Regions from separate parts of the Drosophila melanogaster genome. Here region 1 is linked to region 2. Evidence: chromatin contacts called from public Hi-C data. All regions are on one chromosome and are shown on one strand. Each heading gives the region's core, a stretch centred on a gene start, on an enhancer-like site or on the middle of the called end of the contact. The rest is flanking DNA. Distances are from core to core; before and after follow the strand shown.

Region 1 (4,611 bases), core at 214-2,713, 330 kb before region 2:
TGTGTTTATTGTTAAAGGGAACCAGCAAAAGTTCGAGAATCAATGGGGTTTGAGTGCAACCAGCAGCTCACAATCTACCGCACTTGATTTCAGTGTTCAGGCAATCGAGCCAAACGCACTTTAAGCCTCACGCTTTTCATTTCAAATGCCATAGAGAAAGGAAACCCATAGAAATCGAAACGCAAAGTAAATTGCACTTAATCGAATACTATGTAAATGAACTGCAGATGGAATCGAGTGCAAGCCGAATAGTCGAACGAGTGATACCTTGTAACAGTAACATTTTTTTTGTAACAGTAACATTTTTTTATTCCTCAACAATACTCAAAATCCACATTTCTTTCTGTGAGCAATTAGTTTTTTCCCTGATTTCAGCCAAATTTTAGTTGACTAAGTTAAAAATGCTAGATAAAACGTGTGCGTTGGTTTTCGGGTTCATTAAGGTTGATTGTAACCGCTGTAACCCACATTTAGCACCAACAACATTCGCGCTACTAACACTCTTTGTTGCATTTTTTTTTTTCCTATTCAGGCGGTCACCCTTTGCCCTGCGTGTCGTTATCCTTTTGTGGTGAATCAGGATTAACGGTAAATATAATTACTGCACCCTTTATCCTGCGACGGGAAAAGGTGAAGGAGACACTGGCGAAAGCGACGTGACGTTAATGACATTGTTGGTTGGGGTCGCAAACCCCCACTGGATGCGAACCCTTGGCTAATTTGTTCTATGTTCGACTTGCGTCTAATTAATGAAGATTGTCTCGCATAATCGTAACGCTTTATTTTATATTAATTGTTGTGGGCTTGCCAGACCTCTTAAGTGGTAAGCTGGGCATTTTTCTTACACAACACATCCTAAATGGGAATTTTAAAATACTTAGTCCCTCGTGCTTGGTAATTGGTCCTTTAATTGTATATGAAAAATTATTTTTTGGTAAGTAATTAGCTTTGCACCCGTAGGTAACGCAGTTAAGAAATTTAAAGTTAAGTATCTGGATGTTTATTAATATTTAAACATTACTTAAACCATATTTACAGCTATTACTATTTAATTAAGAGATTCTGTTAAAAAAAAAAAAAAGTGTAAAGTATTCATTACAGCGTTAAACTGATCGTAATATATTTACCCGACTTTAATCATCGGTGTTTAATGCTCGTCACTCATGGGAAATTCCCCCGTGAGCTTGTTAGTCCCATGCTAAATTATAGGTTTACCTGGAGCGATAGTTCAATTAGCTGTAGCTTTTCCAGCTTTAGCTTTTTCCCAAGACCCCCAGTAGTTGGCAACGCGGGCTGGCAACACCAATTAACGTTTATCAGTTGGTAAGAAGAGTGCAAAGCTCTCTTCTCAAACGAGCGAAAGAGAAGCAATGGCTATATAGCTAGCTATAGCGCGCTCAGTTGTTGGTACTACGTCGCCGAGAATTCGCCGCTTCAGTTGTAATCCAAGTTTTTAACGAAGCGGTCGCGTGCTCTGTGGAAAAAAAACACCATACCGTCGGCCGGAAATATCACAATTCTTGGGGAAGAAGCGGGTCTAATTCCGAAGTTCTTTTGTGTTCTACGTTTCGTTCTCAATTTCTGGTTCGACACAAATTCCTAAATCTCCTCGAAAAGTTATGTCAAGTGCAATAAAACGAGTAAAACACAAATCACAATAGAGCGCATGCAACAGCTGCAGAATTAGCAACAACAACACCGCCAACAAATTCAAACAACAGCGGCAAATTCAAAAGCTTCGAAAAGTCGACGCCGGCATTAAAGTCTCAAGCTCGACTTAAACCCTCTCCTTTGCCGTAACTCCCGATTTTCCCATCCCATCGGGCCGATTTGCCGGGTAAGTTTTTCGTTCAGTGCTGTCAGTGCTTTCAAGACCCAAATGTTTTAATTTTCAAAAAATTAGAGAAGTTAACTGAATTCGCTGTTCAGTGTTGCATTGGGTTTCAAAGAAGTGGAGTAGTGTACTGGATTTAGGAATCTCATAATTTCGTAAAATAATCAATTGTTCAGAGGTGCGCTAACATATTTACCATTTTAAAAAATTTAATTAGATCTGAACAAGTCAGTATATGTATTAACTATAGAAAGAATTCAATGAATTTATATTAGCCTAAAATAATAGTGATGGAAACCGAAAACAAAAGTGCCAGCACTGAGGCTGCACTTTTGCTTTTCCAATTATTTTGAGTGACTTATAAACAGCTGGTGCAATATGCACAATCTTACTCCTTCCTCTCCCCACCTGCTCCACATTTCATTTTTGCCACAGTTTCTCCCAGAAAATTTGCAACTCGGCTAAACTCGGGGATCGAGGTAATCTGTTGCAATCTCCGTTTCTATGTTAAACACACTGGCTGACACCTCGTCACTCAGGTGGGTTTATAGGGGTATCTAAGGGTCTATTCCGATTTTTGCCCTTATTGGGTGGTCAGCTTTTCCGCAAAGTCATGTTTATAGTGACTGGCATTATCGGTCGATATTGGTCATTGACTTTAGCCAGGCGTCCGGCACTGGTAGTTATTAAAAACATTGAAAGGTTAAAATAAATAAGGTAAAACGTGTGTGCCCTAAATAAGTTCCTCTTCATTTATAGACATTTGAGATCGACAAGCTCGAATTTGCAGATAACAAGTTATGAAGGTAGTAGTTTTAAATCAAATATAAGATGTACAATGGAAGGAATTGTATGCTTTTGGAAACACACATAATAATAATATTTTCCCCGAATTTTTAAATGACAAACTGACGACATAACTTCTTTGGTAGATATTCAAAATTGTTGGGGATTCCCAGCCGTGTAATTCTTTTATACGTCGGTTGACTTGACTTAGCTTAATAAGGCCTCAGAATTATGATATATGTGCGTATCCGTAAGCTATTGAAAAGATTTTGGAAAAATAAAGTGAAGATTGAGCCAAGGCAGACACGTGTCTCCATGCTGTTTCTCGTCTTGATCTTCCAGCGGCGGTATTCACATAATGATGTCATCTTCGAGTAAAAAGTTTCGTTCGAAAGAAATCACCAAAAGCAAGACAGAAACTAATTTCAGCCATTTCCCATTCCTTCTCCATTCCTTAGCGATGCTTCTAATTGTTTTTATCATTTTTTTTTAACGTATTTGTCGGCAGTTAACCCTAGACTTTTTATAATAATTACTAAAGAATATGGCAGTTTCAAACCTGTAGATATTATGAACAAGGCAATTCTGTGGTTACTTCATACAATTTGTTTGTGTTTGACAAAGTTGAGATAATAGAAGCAAAAACGAATCAGAGATAAAAGGAGCATCTAGTTCAGTAGAACTCAAACACATTAGTAACTCAGTGGCAACGCCCTTTGGAACTTAAAATATGGCAATAAAATTCTAGAACTTGAAACATTTTGTTAACTTCAAGATATTTATGAAAATGGTTTAGGCACCTTAGGTTTCTGCCATTCTGACTCACTCGAAAGATGGAAATATTTAGTGTCCACACAACTGAGACAAAGATAAGGCATTGAGAGATACAAATTGCTTCTACCCACATGTGAGATATGTGAGGTGAACAATGAAAGCAAAGATGGCAAAGGCAAAAAATACACAAAATTATGATATACGTCATAAAGGCAGGAAAAGAACATAAAACAAAGGTAGATATACATTATTTAAAATAAAAATCCATATTTTACAATTAAAGCCATTATCAGTGGCCTGCAGGCGCTGCATAAATATTTAATACATGCAAATTTGGTTGTTTTGACCGCTGCTGTTTTGCTTGTTGACAGTTCGAAGTTGAAATGCAATAGCAAAATATTTGTAAATTGCTTCAACTACCTATAATCACATCTACAAAATCGAAAATTATATTAATAAATAATAAGCCGTTAAAGAAGGATATAAAATTCACTAAAAGTCCACGCAAAGATTAATCTACATGATTTAGATATATTGTAGCTATAGGTACTCAGCTAAGACTTATGAAAAAGGAAAACGTTAATATAAATTTATTGAAAAGGTCTTAAACGGGTGTTATATTTATATCAATTGCTTCAACTTTTTCATACATAACGAGAAAATAGCTCCACTGCAACCTTGAGGATATTTCTGCTACTTGCTATCTTACCCGATATCGATACACATTGGAGACACTTGTGGCACTTTTGATTGACACACTTGGGACCACAACTCAGTTTTTAAGAGAGCTTTTGTCCACGAGCCCTGTCCGCGACTATCTCCGAATTTGTACAGCCACGGCCGTGTCCGGCAAGGGCCGGCACTTATTTGTGGCCCAAATCCCCTCCTCATAGCCTCTGCGGAGCGCACAATGGACAATCGGTCAGCGCACAGCTATAAGTGCTAGCCACACGCCAACTAGTGACCACCACCACAACCGACAACGACGACCACGACGACGGTCACTGTCAAAGGCAATAGACGGACACGCAAAGGACGAGGACAAGGGCGAGGACTGTGTGCAGGTGAAAGTGGCATAAAAAATAGGTAGTTAGGGTGGAGCAATCTCGTGGCCAGATAAGAGTCGAATAATCGGTTTAGTCGCTTTCACTGACCCAGGTTTACCTGGCAACCCGAAAACAGCGCAAAATATTTGCCGCACATGACCATGGATCTAA
Region 2 (5,022 bases), core at 2,214-4,713:
TAGCCAACAGTAGACCTATATCCCGCTTACCAATCAATACCGATACTGATACTAATACAAGTACAGATACAGATACAGATACAGATACTGATACCGATAACTGATAACCACAAATAGAGTTAAGAGCCACGTATACAGATACAGCAGCAATAGCCATAGCATTGCAGATAGCACGGGTCAACAAATCCAACAGAATCGCTAAACTTAAACGAGCAATTGCAAATGCAACAGCAACAATAACCGAAAACACAACTGTATAAAAGGATATTTTTATATATAAATACAAAAGAGAGAGCATATGAAAACCGAATAGGAATAAAGGCATAAAACAATAACCGAAATAAAGTGCAAACACTTCGAGCAAGTGACAACGTAATTTACTGTTCAAATACAAAGCATTTTGAGATTAACGATTAACGATAAAGTAAACGATTTAACAGATCCAAAAGAATACATAGCAATGCGACATATTGCAAAACCTTGTATAGTTATACGAAGCTTCAAACTAAATACGCTAGCCTACAGATACACGCATATAAATACGGATGCAGAATCAGATATTGTAAAGCGAACACTCAGCCACTTGTTTGTTTGTCTCTTTCCTTGTTTGTTTCGATCACTCAATTCAAAAATGGCCCACTGAGCTCAAACTTCAATCCCTAATTGATTTCGAATCAAAGTGTAAGTGGATGTTGTTTCACATTCCAAGTTAAAATCACATTTTAAAGTCTTAATCCGGTTATAGCCTATGGATCTAGTACAAAACACTTGCAAGAGTAAAATAACTTTTCAAATCGTAATTTCTGAAGAGTTTGAGCCAGAGCGACATTTGTATGCATTTTTCACGTTCAAAAACTATTTTTCCGGCACACTTCTTACGAAAAATGTACTTAATCAGAAAGATAACCTTCTTGGTTGGTGCCAAAAACTTGTGTATTTATTTGATCCGGTGCCAGCCAGTTTGGATCAACAGTAGTATACAGTGCGGAACGTAAATGAAACACTTGCAGTGAAGTACAAATATTTTAACTACACACCCACAAGAGAAGAAGCACTCACGACACAGCAGCAGATTGCATATAGACAAGTAAACCGAGGATGTGTATTAGCCAAAAAGTTAATGGAAAAATAAGCGAAACTAAGCAAATCTCAATACAGTTACTACGCCAGAGGGTAGCATATTATTAATGCGTTTTGTTGGCCCGTAAGGCAGAACAATTTGGTAAACAATAACGTAACAACATATAAATAATTAAGCAACCTTCACAGCAAACAAGGAGTTTTTATTTTGCCATTGATTTTCTCGGTCTCACTCACTCTCTCTCTCTCTCTCTATCTATTTTTCTTGACACACTAAATCGAATAAGAAAATATAAAACAATAAGTTTATAAAGAAAAAGTTGCAATAAATGACAAACAAATGAAATTAAATCACTCAGGGATAAAGCCTCCAAAAGAAAAACATAAAATAAAAATGCAATATTTTAAACGAAGTGAAAAAAGAAAAGAAAAATGAAACAAAACAAAAGAAAAGAAAAGAAAAGAAAAATTTAATCTAATGAGGAAGTACATTTTAAAGTTACAAATATTTTAGAATAATACGAGAAGAACAAACTAAAAATGTTTTAGAAATTTGCACAAATTTTGGCATTTTATAAACGCAAAACGAACCATCATCAACCAACTAAAATGCATAACGAACGAACAAACAAATGACGAAATAGATACATATTTTCTCACACTTCATTGGCTTATCGAAGGTATAAAATCGACAATTACAGGATAGATCTAGATCGCAACACAGCCGAACCGACGACGATCGACTTCACAGGCTGCTGGCAAACGGTCCGTGCAACTTTTAGTGCATTTAAATAAATTATAAACACAAAAACAAAAGCAAACACAAAAATGATCGAAGGAGCGTAAGCGAAACATAAGCAGTTCATATTTACAGGAGCTAAATAAGTAATGCGGGGGGTTTGCGGCCAAAGAGAAGTTAAATTGTAGTTAGAGGTGGATGGATTAATACCCTAGGATGGCATTTAGGGCAAGGATCAGACGAAAAGGGCGCGTAGCATTACACCTTTTACATTAAACGACGATACGATGCCGCGCATCCAATTTGAAACTGTACGTATTGAATTTATGTTTAGTGTCTGCAGCATGCGGGGGATGTGAAGGAAGGAAGGAGGGAAGAAAAAGGATCGACGGGCGAAGAGCTAAATACATTTAAGGGTTAGATTTTCTGCGAAAGGACTGAAGTTAAGGCAACGTAGCGTTTAAATGCAAAATTGAATTGAATTGAATTGATGACGAAACCGAGTGTTATGGATAATGGAGCGTGCGCGAATGCGATTGGTGACGAAAATTACTTGTTTTAAGGCTGGACTTATGTAATTTCGAGCAAAAACGATAGTAGCGAAACAAAAACATGTAAAATGCAGATATAATATTTTTATAATTAAAACAAAGGTACCCCCACCCCACTACCCTTATCTTAATATGTTTAATTCAACTGCAATTATCGTTAAAGACGTATTTACTGTTTGTGATCCAAATTCATTGATTAAACGTAAACTACACAAAGATACAATTGTTGCATGGGCAAGGTTTGAAGTCCGGGTTCGCAAAGTACCCACAAGTACTCGATCCCCGGGTCTCAAAGACGAGGAAATCACGAGTCAATAAGCCAGGTTTAAAACTTGCAGGTGCGTCGTCAATGGCTCGCAATATTTTCCGGTCGGGCCAAATCCGAAAATGGCCTGCCCGAAAATTATACACACCTTACAGGACCGAGTGTTAAGAGTACTTTTGGACTCTCTGCGAACCCATAGAAATAGAGCAGGAACAGTAAATTGTACTTAATTGAAAAATGATATAATAAAACACCGCCACTTTGAAATATATTTACTTGAATCAAATAATATTAATGAGTATATATAACTTTGTACTTGAATAATATTTTATTTATATTTACCTTAAGTCAATAAAAATTCTAATAAATTATAATCACCCAAAAATGCATTTTGTTCAAATGTCGAGGGGAGTTCTTTTCAACTGCTGATTGGAAAATTGATGCCTTTTATTATTGATATTTGCGAATACTGATTGACAAGCTGCGAACCTTGAGTAAACGTATTCTTCCCAAAAATAAAATATAAAATAAATAAAGAAGGCTAATAAGTTTCATAGTGGGGTGTAAATTAAACAATTCAAAAGAACCGCCCAACTGTGGTTTATAAGCTTGGCGCACTACGCCAAGTAAAATACATGTAGAAAACGTGACGGCGTTGCCACTCTTATTGTATTTAGCTAGTTTAACCACCAAATAAACAGCGAAGTTCTCAACCATATGTGAGTTGCGTAGCCATACTACATTTGAAGCAAAAAACCCTAGTGTCGCTGCCGTCTTGTGGTATTTTCGTTGGCCCGAAAAACGGTCCTACCAAAATGGTACCTCCGGCCACACGGATGAATTCGTCGTCATTCGTCGGAATCATTCGAACTTTGAAAATGGATCGGTAGCTGGGAAGGAAACTTAAAGCGAAATACGCAAAGAAAACGGCTTTTGTCCGCTATTCAGCGATTTTTTTTGTGTTGTAATCAGCAGAGGAAATTTTAACGACCAACTCCACCGCCACACCAGCCATCTCCAGCAGCTCCGGAAAATAAAATAGAACTAAATTAACGCCTCCATCACTACAACAACCATCTCACCAACAACTACAAGAGCAACAACCACAGCAACAGCACTACTGCACCAAGCCCACAAAGAAGAGGTGAAACGCAAAAATCGCAATACCCGAAGAAAAAAACAAAAAATATCGCAGATAACCGAAAAAAGCGGTGCAAATAGATAAACCCCATTTTTTGCTTGAGCTTTTTTCGCCTGTGTGATGAGAGAAATCAGCAGCAGCCATCGATTACAACAACAACAGCAGCCACACCAACGACGACTCAACCACCAAACCAAGAATAAATAAACAGCGGAGAGCGATAGATAGAGAGAGAGAGAGAGAGGAGCATCTGCAGCAGAATTGAATCAGTTTTTTCATCAACCGCCGCATTGTATTAAAAACACAAAAATCCCATAGGCGGCCACCATTTTGATTTTGAATGAACTGAACGAGAAGAGAGGAAAGAGCACGAGAGACTGAGAAAAACTGCTGCTCATTTGTTGCACCGTAAACCCTTTTTCCAGCTTGTAAGCACTCTGCCTGTCTCACTCTAATCGCGTCCAGGAGCACCGTACAGTAACAACAACAGCAACAACATGGTGGAGCCCAAGTCCGGGACAGCTGCTTCTGCCGCTGCTGCGAAAGCAAGCAACAACAATAACAACAACCACCCCCGTGGATCTGGGGACAGCGGCATCCGGAGTGGCAGCGGCATTTCCTGCAGCAACACGGACAACAGCTGCAGCCAGAGTCAGTCAGGTGAGCAATTTGAGTTTCTAGAACTCTGGGAGTTTGACACTAAATTCCCATAGCTGAGAAGCAAACTGTGATGCATGAGATATATTTTGGAAACCTTCTGAAGAGATTTCGCATATTTGCGCTTCGTGTGTCACCAGTTTAATTTTAACTAGACAACATGTTAACAGAATGATGAAATAATTGCAAATATTTGCTCTGACTGTGAATTTGGCAGCTCTTTCGTATAAATTTGAACTTCTACCTATTGGAAATTCACCTGTATCTCTGTCGTAATATTGTTGTATTGCCTAAATATAAAGTATATTTCGTAGGCAACAGTTATTTGCATGCCAAAAGAAAACAAAAGCCTTATTTAAGCATATAATTATTATTTTGAGAATGTGACAAACGTTCTTTGCTTCTTAAAGTTGTACCTATAAAATACGATTTGTAGGATATTTCTGCTAAAATGCAATGGTAAAAAAAAGATATACGTTAATGTAATATTTTGTATCGGAAGTTATACTTCCTCTAAAGTTCCTAACCATATGTATGTATTATTCTGCTTGTCATTGGGTGGGGACTGACTACCAATCAGAGAAAAGAC

The links. A called contact is a pair of places that touch in the nucleus more often than the background predicts.
Region 1: a contact with region 2 is called in a Hi-C map of the S2 cell line, with 2.7 times the contacts expected there. The contact joins the promoter of ATP8B here to the promoter of Lk6 in region 2. A contact is called at or near these places in 2 of 107 Hi-C or Micro-C datasets (the Kc167 cell line and the S2 cell line).

The regions. Positions count from the first base shown.
Region 1 is chr3R:12,087,464-12,092,074 of dm6, reverse strand. It overlaps ATP8B (ATPase 8B), which reads left to right and starts at 1,463. Exons shown (of 20, transcript NM_001300367.1): 1 at 1,463-1,837.
Region 2 is chr3R:11,762,898-11,767,919 of dm6, reverse strand. Lk6 (Lk6 kinase) reads left to right here and starts at 3,463. Exons shown (of 6, transcript NM_143729.3): 1 at 3,463-4,436. The coding sequence starts at 4,274. l(3)neo38 (lethal (3) neo38) reads left to right here. Exons shown (of 6, transcript NM_001043243.3): 6 at 1-2,882.